Linked DNA regions of Gossypium hirsutum: region 2 is linked to region 1. Evidence: chromatin contacts called from public Hi-C data. All regions are on one chromosome and are shown on one strand. Each heading gives the region's core, a stretch centred on a gene start, on an enhancer-like site or on the middle of the called end of the contact. The rest is flanking DNA. Distances are from core to core; before and after follow the strand shown.

Region 1 (4,406 bases), core at 373-2,872:
TAACTTATCAAAAACTGGTTTGGGTGTCAAATTGTCCCTCATTTATATTAATTGAAAATTATGAATGTGATTTTTATATTCAAATTAAGACTTACAAATAATTTATATTAATTTCTTTAAAATTATTTAAAATTGTATATTATATATATTATCATTTTATTGAATTATCATATATTCTTTATATTTATACTATAATCTAAATTGAATATTAGTTAACTCCAAAATAATATTAACATGGCATCGTGGTAATAATAATGACATGAGAAAGAAAAATACTTTGCATCCGAATCAATTATTTTATCATTTATAATTTTTTCATTGATTTATAAAGAATTATGTTTATAGTGATTTTAATATCTAATATATGTTGTTTTACTATTATGATGTTAGATTTATTTAATTAGTATTTATTACTTTTAAAAATTAGTTAAAACTTATTCCATAGTCTGCTACCCTAGCACGTCTCTGTCTGCTTCTCTGGCAAGTTTTTTTCTTGTGTTTTCTTGTTTTGGCGGCATTCATCTCCATTGATTTGAAGTGATTTCTTTAACGGAGGATTCGAGTACAGCATCCATGGAATCAGAATTTGCGGTTTTATCTCTTGATGATGATGAAGAAGAGATCCTGCAAGCACAAAATGACTCAGATTTAGTTAATAATGAAGAATCTCTTAGTCTGGTTCGTTGTTTTCTTACAGCCAGTATCATCCATTATCCAGCAATGAAAAGTACCATGGCTAATCTATGGCATCCGGTCAAGGGTGTTCAAATTACAGATATGGGGGAAAAAAGGTACTTGTTTAATTTTTTCCATGTTATTGATATGGAAAGAGTTATTAAATGGGATCATTGGACATTCAATAATCATCTACTAATTTTACACAAGTTGCAAGGGGGGAAATCCACTAAAAGTTCCTTTAATCTCATCACCGTTTTGGGTTCAAATACATATATGCCCATTGGGTTTTACTCTGATAATTTAACGATGCAGTTAGGGAATTTTATTGGAATTTTTCAAGAATACGATGGATCTAGTTTGGGGAAAGAAAATATGAATTTCATGAGGATAAGAATTCAAGTTGACATTCGGTGCCCTCTCAAAAGGAAAAAGCAGGTTATGTTTAATAACAAGTGCTCTTATGTTAGATTTAAGTACGAAAGATTGACTCTTTTTTGCTTCTACTGTGGCCGTCTTGGACATAATGACTCCTTTTGTGAAGCAAAAATAGAGGCAGGGTTGAAGTTGATATGATGGGATGGGATTTATCTTTGCGTGCACAATCAAGGAGAGCCCAAGCAATAAAGAGTGTATGGTTAAGGGAGGAAGGAGGTTCTGGGGGAGGAATAAGCGAAGGAAATAATGAAAGGGGAAGCGTAGGAAATTTTAGGGGAAGTGTTGATCCTATTTTAGGATTTAATCTGGAAGGTAATGGGTTCTCCTCACAAATAGAAAGGGTTAGACCTTTAAATGATTATAGTCAAATGGCTATAGAACAGGAGTTGGAGAATGAGATGATTATAAGAGAAGAGGGAAAAAAGAGAGGGAGAAAGGATATTAAGGATAGTAGGGAGATGGAAGGGAGAGATAGGAAAGTACAGGGATCCAATCATTTATTATCGGCGGCTGCTAAGAGGCAAGCTGACCGATCGCAATGAAAATATTAAGTTGGAATATCCGAGGTTTGGGGAATCCTCGGACAGTTCATCGACTTCGGCATTCGCTGAAGAAACACTATCCCCAAGTGATCTTCTTAATGGAGACAAAATTAAACAAAAAAAATGGAAAAAATTCAAAGAAGTTGTGGATTTCACTTTGGAATTGATGTGGATTCGATTGGATCTAGAGGAGGACTTTGTTTAGCATGGAGAGGGAATGCTAGTATTGCACTACAGATTTTTTCAAGTAGACATATTGATGTGATCATTGAGGAAGAAGGAGGTGGAGAAAAGTGGAGATTTACAGGTTTTTATGGTTCCCCTTATTCATATGATAGGGAGGAATCATGGAACTTGTTGCGACAATTAAGAAACCAGGGAGATGACTCATGGCTGGTTTGTGGGGATTTTAATGAAATCTTATATGGTTTTGAGAAGAAATGTGGTTTGCCTAGAGAAAAGAGAAGGATGGAAGCATTTCAGAAGGCTTTGGAATATTGTTGTTTAGTGGATTTGGGTTATTCAGGTAAGAGGTTTACGTGGGAGAGGGGAAATCTGCCAGAAACTAATATCCAAGAAAGATTAGATAAAGGAGTGGCAACAGAACGATGGAGTGACTTATTTCCAAATTTTCTAATTCAACACCTCCCACATTCATTCTCAGACCATTGTCCACTTCTTATTGATACGGATCACAGAGTTAAAAGGATAGCAGATCAGATGTTCAGGTTTGAAGCATGGTGGATTTTGGAAGAGACATTCTTGGATGAGACTAAAAGTATTTGGGAAAACTCAATAAGAGACCTTGTGAAGAAGCTAGAAAATTTAAAACGAGGGTAACAAAGGTGGAGTGTCCGGTTCCAACAGAATAAAAGGATGAAAAATGAGGTCTTATTGTCAAAATTAGAAATGTTGCTTGAAGCGGATAGAAGTGAGGAGAACTTGGCAGAGATTATTGCCACAAAAATCCATCTGAATTTAGAAATTGAGAAGGATGAAAGCTATTGGGAGCAGAGGGCCAGAATTAATTGGTTGAAATTGGGAGACAGAAATACAACTTTTTTTCATAAACAAGAATCACAACGAAGGAAGCAAAATAGAATCCACAAGCTGCTGGGTGAAGACGACAGAGAGACGGATGAATAGAAGGATATGGAGGAAATTTCCAGATCGTACTTTTTACATTTGTTTTCAACAGGAGGGCAAAATAACTTTGAGAATATCTTGACAGGTATTAGAAGGTGTATTTCTGAGGAAGATAACATTAAACTGAAGGCAAGGTTCACAAAGGAGGAAATTCGGGAAGCTCTTTTAGGAATGAGTCATACAAAAGCACCGAGAGAGGATGGTTTCCCAGCCTTATTCTATCAAAAGTGTTGGTTAATTGTTGGGGATGACGTCTCCAATTTTTGTCTCCAAAGATTAAACGAAGGTATGGAGTTACATTCAATTAATAAAACAAATATTGTTTTAAATGAGGTTAGCAAAAGAGGATAATGTTTTTAAATGTGTTAAAGCAAGTCGAAGAGGGCCAGCTATCTCCCATTTACTATTTGCAGATTATTGTATTTTATTTGCAGAAGCTACGGATAGGAGAGCACATTCATTAAAATAGATACTACAAGAATACGAGACAAGTTCTGGGCAATATGTGAATTTTGAAAAATCGATTGTTTTCTTCAGTACTAATACAAAAGAGAGTGAAAGGAGTGTTGTTTCACAGATCCTTGGAGTCAGAAGAGCTAATGATTTTGAGCGATATCTAGGACTTCCTAGTATGGTGGGGAAAAGAAAGAGATTATCTTTTCAAAATTTGAAGGACAAACTCAAGCAAAAAATCAACAGTTGGAGTATTAGGTATCTCTCACAATGAGGAAAGGAAGTGTTTATTAAGGTAGTTCTCCAAGCTATTCCAACATGCTCGATGGCTTGTGTTCTACTCCCTAAGACACTTTGTACAGATTTGGATAGAATAATAGCCAACTTCTTGTGGCAAAAGAGATTTAATAAAAAAGGTATCCACTGGTGCGCTTGGAAGGATATATGTCTATTAAAAGAATATGGGGGTCTCGGTTTTCGTGATTTTGCTAAATTTAACGTTGCATTATTAGCGAAGCAGGGATGGCGTCTTATTAATTATCTAAGTTCATTATTGGCCCGTGTTTTGAAAGAAAAATATTTTCCCAATTCAGATTTCTACAAAGCTCAGTTGGGGAATTTACCTTCATTTACCTGGAAAAGTATATGGGTTGCGAGAGGACTTCTTGATAATGAACGCTGTTGGAGGGTGGGGAGAGGTGATCAAATTTCCATATGGGGAGATTCATGGATACCGGGGATCGAAGCTGACAGAATAACGATTCAAGAAGACAATGAAAATGTTAAATTAGTCTTGGATTTAATTGAGCCAAATAGCAGGAGCTGGAAAACAGAACTGATAAGAAATACCTTTCAACCAGATGTTGCAGAGCAAATATTACAAATCCCTCTTGCGGAGACAGAACAAGAAGATCTTCAAGTATGGAGAGGAGAACCGATAGGGGAGTTCTCGGTGAGGAGTGCCTATAAACTATTACATGGTTCTAATCTGGACCCTAATGATTTATTATTACATACCGAGACAAAAAATTTCTACAACAAATTATGGAAGTTACATATCCCTTCAAAGATTCAGATGACAATTTGGAGGATTTCTTGGGATTTTATCCCTTCCTTTGTCAACCTTAAAATAAAGAGGGTAGTGATGAACAC
Region 2 (4,408 bases), core at 1,721-4,220, 120 kb before region 1:
TTTAAAGAAGATAGTTTAATAAGTAGCGGATAAAAATAAAGATATTTTGATGGAAAGATGGAGAAACGGACTTAAAACAAGAAAGAACCCTTAATAGCGATTAAGGACTCGAATCTTATAAGTTTTAAGCTGAAAATGGGTTGATGAAAACGGACCGTGACCTTCTATCTAATGAGATAGGAACCAAACGGTATCAAGATGAACGTCACACTCGGAAGAGTGATAAGTTCAGAAAAAGAAACAAGTTTGACGCCACTAGCTTAGCTAGATAAGTTAAGTTGAATCTCAAAGAAAAACGAGAGTGAATAACTCACAAAGTTATATTTCATATATCAAAGTCTTATATTCTGAAATGTTTACAAAAGGAACTATTTATAGACTGAGGAATAACCAGTCGAATGGACAAGAATTAAATACAAAGTAATTAAGCTGAATTAATTAAATATCTAGATGAAAAACATTCCAATGAATTCAGTCAAGTGAGGTGCCGAACAGCTTTGGTTCATGGCTTCGATAGGTGAGCTGAATGTAGCTTGATTCGGTGAATGAAGATAATGTCTAAGAGGTGCACCGTATGAGAAGTAAGCTGGTGAATGTACTTGATAGAAGCCGAATGGTCTTTGGGTGTGAACATTCGGTTATGAGGGTGTGAACAGCAAGCACTGAAAGGTTACTTGAAAAGTTAGCTGATCAGCTCATAATCATTGGCTAAGGGTTCATGAATAATTCGGCTGAGTGAATGTAGAACCAACTCTCTAAATACATGCACAATTGGGTGGATTGCTCTTCATTAAATAGCTTCAATGTATCAGCAAGATACATGAATGTCCAGCTGAAAAATAGTTCCCATTGTTCATACACAATCGGATGCATGCTTCATATTAATTAACTTCAATAAATCAGCTAGATTCATAGATGTATGTTCAGTCGAATAATTAGATGTTCAGCTACCCATTCCAGCAACCTATTAAGACACAATTAAACACACGGTTAAATCTTAACTAAGACAAATTAAACACAATTAAATATATAATTAAGGCTGTAAAAAAATTAAACAAAATTAATATAATTATTGTAAATGAATTGTAAATGTCTTAGTAGCTGAGTTAGCTAGCTAAGTTAGGTTCAGCTTCAAATAAGTTGAAAATGTCCATTGCTGAACCATCTAGGTCATGGCTAAGGAGTCCACTTGTAATTTCCTTCCAAACTTGACCAATTAAAGTTGATATTGACTCCTAAAACGTTTAGCTCATGCTCGAGTGATTGGTCCAATAGGAAGCTTGAGAGAATCTCGATTGGAGCCAGCTGAGTCCTTAGGCTGGTTTGTATCATGTATTTTGAGTAAAGAATAGAGTAGAGGAAGAATTCCCTAAAAGACTTTCTTTTGCCCTAATCCCAATAGGTGTATATAAAAGGGTTGGAATCTATATTGTAGGTAATATGTTTATGTATAACAATTGTCTTCTCCTAGTTGAAGGGAGGATTATAAAGTGACCTTGCTCCGCTCACCATACCAATTGTTGATATTGGTTCTCAACAATGAGGAAAATGTGACGAAGATAGGAATACTAGTTCACCAATGATAGGCAAAAAGCCAGGGTTAAGGTATTCAAAGAGAGGAAAGAGAAGAAAGGGAAAGAAAACGTGGAGGTTAGGCTGATACTTAATTTTTCTTGGGGAGGAAAGAGATCCTTAGTCTCTTGTGCTTTGGGGCATATATAGGGGGATTGCCCCTTGTCTTGTAGTACCACGTAGCTGACAATATGAGGGTAGGAATAATCGTGTGCTCAACCAGGTGGCAAAGTCGTTCCAAGTCAATTATCACCATATGGTGTACTATATGGTCTTGCTTTGAAGTTCTCCACCATGAGGTTGTACAAGGTTGTTGTGTCTCAGTGGTCCCCGCGAGGGGGGATGTAACAAATCATTTTTGAGGTGATTCAACTAGGATATGCGGAGGGTTTCTATAGATCACCCTAAGCGAGGGGTCATCGCGAATGGTTCCCAATAGAGGATTGTGTTATTCTCAACAGAGGGTCATCTGCGGCTTGTTCCATGTTCTACCACATGTCCTACTCTTGTAGGGGTATAACATGTACATTTTTTTGTTACACCTAAAATAACAAATTACCTCTAAAAAAACAAGTGGGATCCACCTAAATCAATTTGTAGGTTTTTTTTTACTTCACTGATGATGTATTGGATAATAATCTTATATTTAAAGTTTTGACTTGTAACAAATAAAAAAAAATTATAATTTATAATATTTAATCTTGTGATAGCTATTTTTATAACAATCTTACCCAAGGTTTTAAAATCATTTTGGTTGTTGAATTGGTTTGGCCACCACTTTGTCGGTCTTACTTATATGTTTGATTCAATTAAATAAATTATTAAAAATTTAAAAAACAAATATTTAAAAAATTAGATTCAATCGATTTTTACCTAATTTAACTGGTCTATATTGATTCTCGAGTCAACTAATCTATTGGCCTTCTCCAAACTGATACCTCAATTTATTCATGGTTTCAATCTATTGATATATTTTCATACTCTTTACAAATTTAAAATTTAGTCATTATATTTTTATTTTTAGAAAAAAATTTTACCTTTCAGATTTTAAAATTTAAATTTAATTGTTAATCCTATTAATTTTTTTATTAAAACGATTGATATGACATTTTAAAATTTAAAAGAAAATACTCACGTAAATGATATTATAATGAATATAAATTTAATAAAATAAAATAAATAGTTGTGGTTAAATATTAGAATATAAGGAATAATTGCATATATTAAGGTAAAATAAAAGGCAAAGCTCCCAAGTCTTGGTGAGTAAGCTAAAACATTAAAGTGTATTTGGCAAGTAATGGTGAATTATAATATTGGAAAATTGGTGGAGTGGAGGCTTCACCAACCCCAAAACGCTATATACATAACATATATTGCAGCTTAAAGCAAGTTTAAGCACGCAAGTAACGAATTTCAACAATAAAAAAGTTATATATACTTCCCCTTTCTTGCGGTTCTCTCTCTCTCTCCCTCTTTCACCAACTGTTTTTTTTTTGGTCCACAGCTATTCTGATCGAAACCAATTAAAGGAATCGCAGGTGGGACTGATAGAGGTTTGTGTATTGCCTGCATGGAGACACCCGCAATGGCTACGCAGGCACCAAAACTTAATCAGAAATTGAATTATTCCATGGTTGGTAAAGAGAATGATATGATGATGATAGGTGGTCTAATTTCTAAGAAGTCTGGTATTGATTTGATGCAAAACTGTGATCTCCCTCCACCTCTCAAGGTGTTCGCTGGGTTGGATAAGGCGGTGGAGTTGATGTCGTCGAATAACAGGGCGGGTTATAGCATCATAGGACAAGAGGACGATAAAAACGATGATGGGAAGTTGGAGATTTTCAAGGCTTTAAGGTTGTCGCAAACGCGTGCGAGGGAAGCGGAAAGGAAGGCGGCGGACTTGGCGGAGGAGAAACAACGGGTATCGGATGCTTTTATGAAAGAATCGTTGCAGTTGTTTGCTTATCGGCAATGGGTGAGATTGCTTGAGATTCAAGTCTGGGTTCTGAAATCACAAATGGTGGAGAAAGATAAGAATTTTTGTGATAAAACAGAGAGGCAAAGATTGGTAGAAGAGGGAATTGAGGGTGGAAACAATAATGGGGATGAAATGTCATTGATTGTTGCTTTGGCTATTTGCCTTGGGATTGCCAGTGTTGGTTTGGCATTTGGTTGTAGATATTTGTTTTGAATGATAAAGGAAGAAAATGGGTATTTTCATCTGTTTTTCTCTTCTTTTTTTGTCATTTATATATACATACATAAATATATATATATGAATGATAATCCCATTCTAGAAAGGAAATCATTTCGAAAGTCAACTTCTATGATATAGAGTTTATAATAACATTAACAGAGATGGAGGCATGGGTAGGAACTGTGAAATGGTTTAAATCATTTACTGGAGCCGCAGCACCGGCACCAATCTGTTTGACATGAAAGATCTATTTTTCTGTACCTAGATGTATCTCTATTTAAATTGTATTACTGTAACCGAGTTTTAGATGATCGCCATGTGAACAGCCCTCAAATGGTTATAACAATCATCACTGCAGGTAAAGACCTCTAAACAGGCCCAGCAAACATGTCTTCCACACTTGCATTCGATATGGTTACACCCATCGATCTTCTCGATTGTATATCCGCAGACGGGGCAAGTTTTTACCTGCTCTTTCCCTTTGCACCACTCTTTCAAAGATATATCTGGATCTTCCTTGAACTCCCGGTACTTCTCACATGACAGATAAGGATGATACTCCCCATGGCACCTAGTACAAGTCTCCGTGTAACATGCTCCACAGACAAATAGCTCGCCAGGAGTCTCAGGATCAGC

The links. Hi-C and Micro-C count contacts between places; a contact is called where the count stands out from the background.
Region 2: a Hi-C map of leaf shows a contact between it and region 1, with 7 times the contacts expected there. The contact joins the promoter of LOC107950001 here to the enhancer-like site in region 1. A contact is called at or near these places in 19 of 34 Hi-C or Micro-C datasets (anther, callus, fibers and 4 more).

The regions. Positions count from the first base shown.
Region 1 is chrD03:5,153,552-5,157,957 of Gossypium_hirsutum_v2.1, reverse strand. No RefSeq gene overlaps it. Among protein-coding and RNA genes, the nearest start is that of LOC107950428, 5.3 kb to the right of the region's middle. Within about 2 kb of position 1,622, at least 8 of the 9 cell types and tissues checked have an H3K27ac peak or open chromatin away from gene starts, as enhancers often do. A contact at or near this core is called in fibers, hypocotyl and leaf, where this site is marked.
Region 2 is chrD03:5,271,392-5,275,799 of Gossypium_hirsutum_v2.1, reverse strand. It overlaps LOC107950001, which reads left to right and starts at 2,970. Exons shown (of 2, transcript XM_041089664.1): 1 at 2,970-3,786; 2 at 4,131-4,271. The coding sequence starts at 3,143. The coding sequence ends at 3,766. It overlaps LOC107950424 (ATP-dependent RNA helicase DEAH11, chloroplastic), which reads right to left. Exons shown (of 3, transcript XM_041089663.1): 3 at 3,951-4,408. The coding sequence ends at 4,076.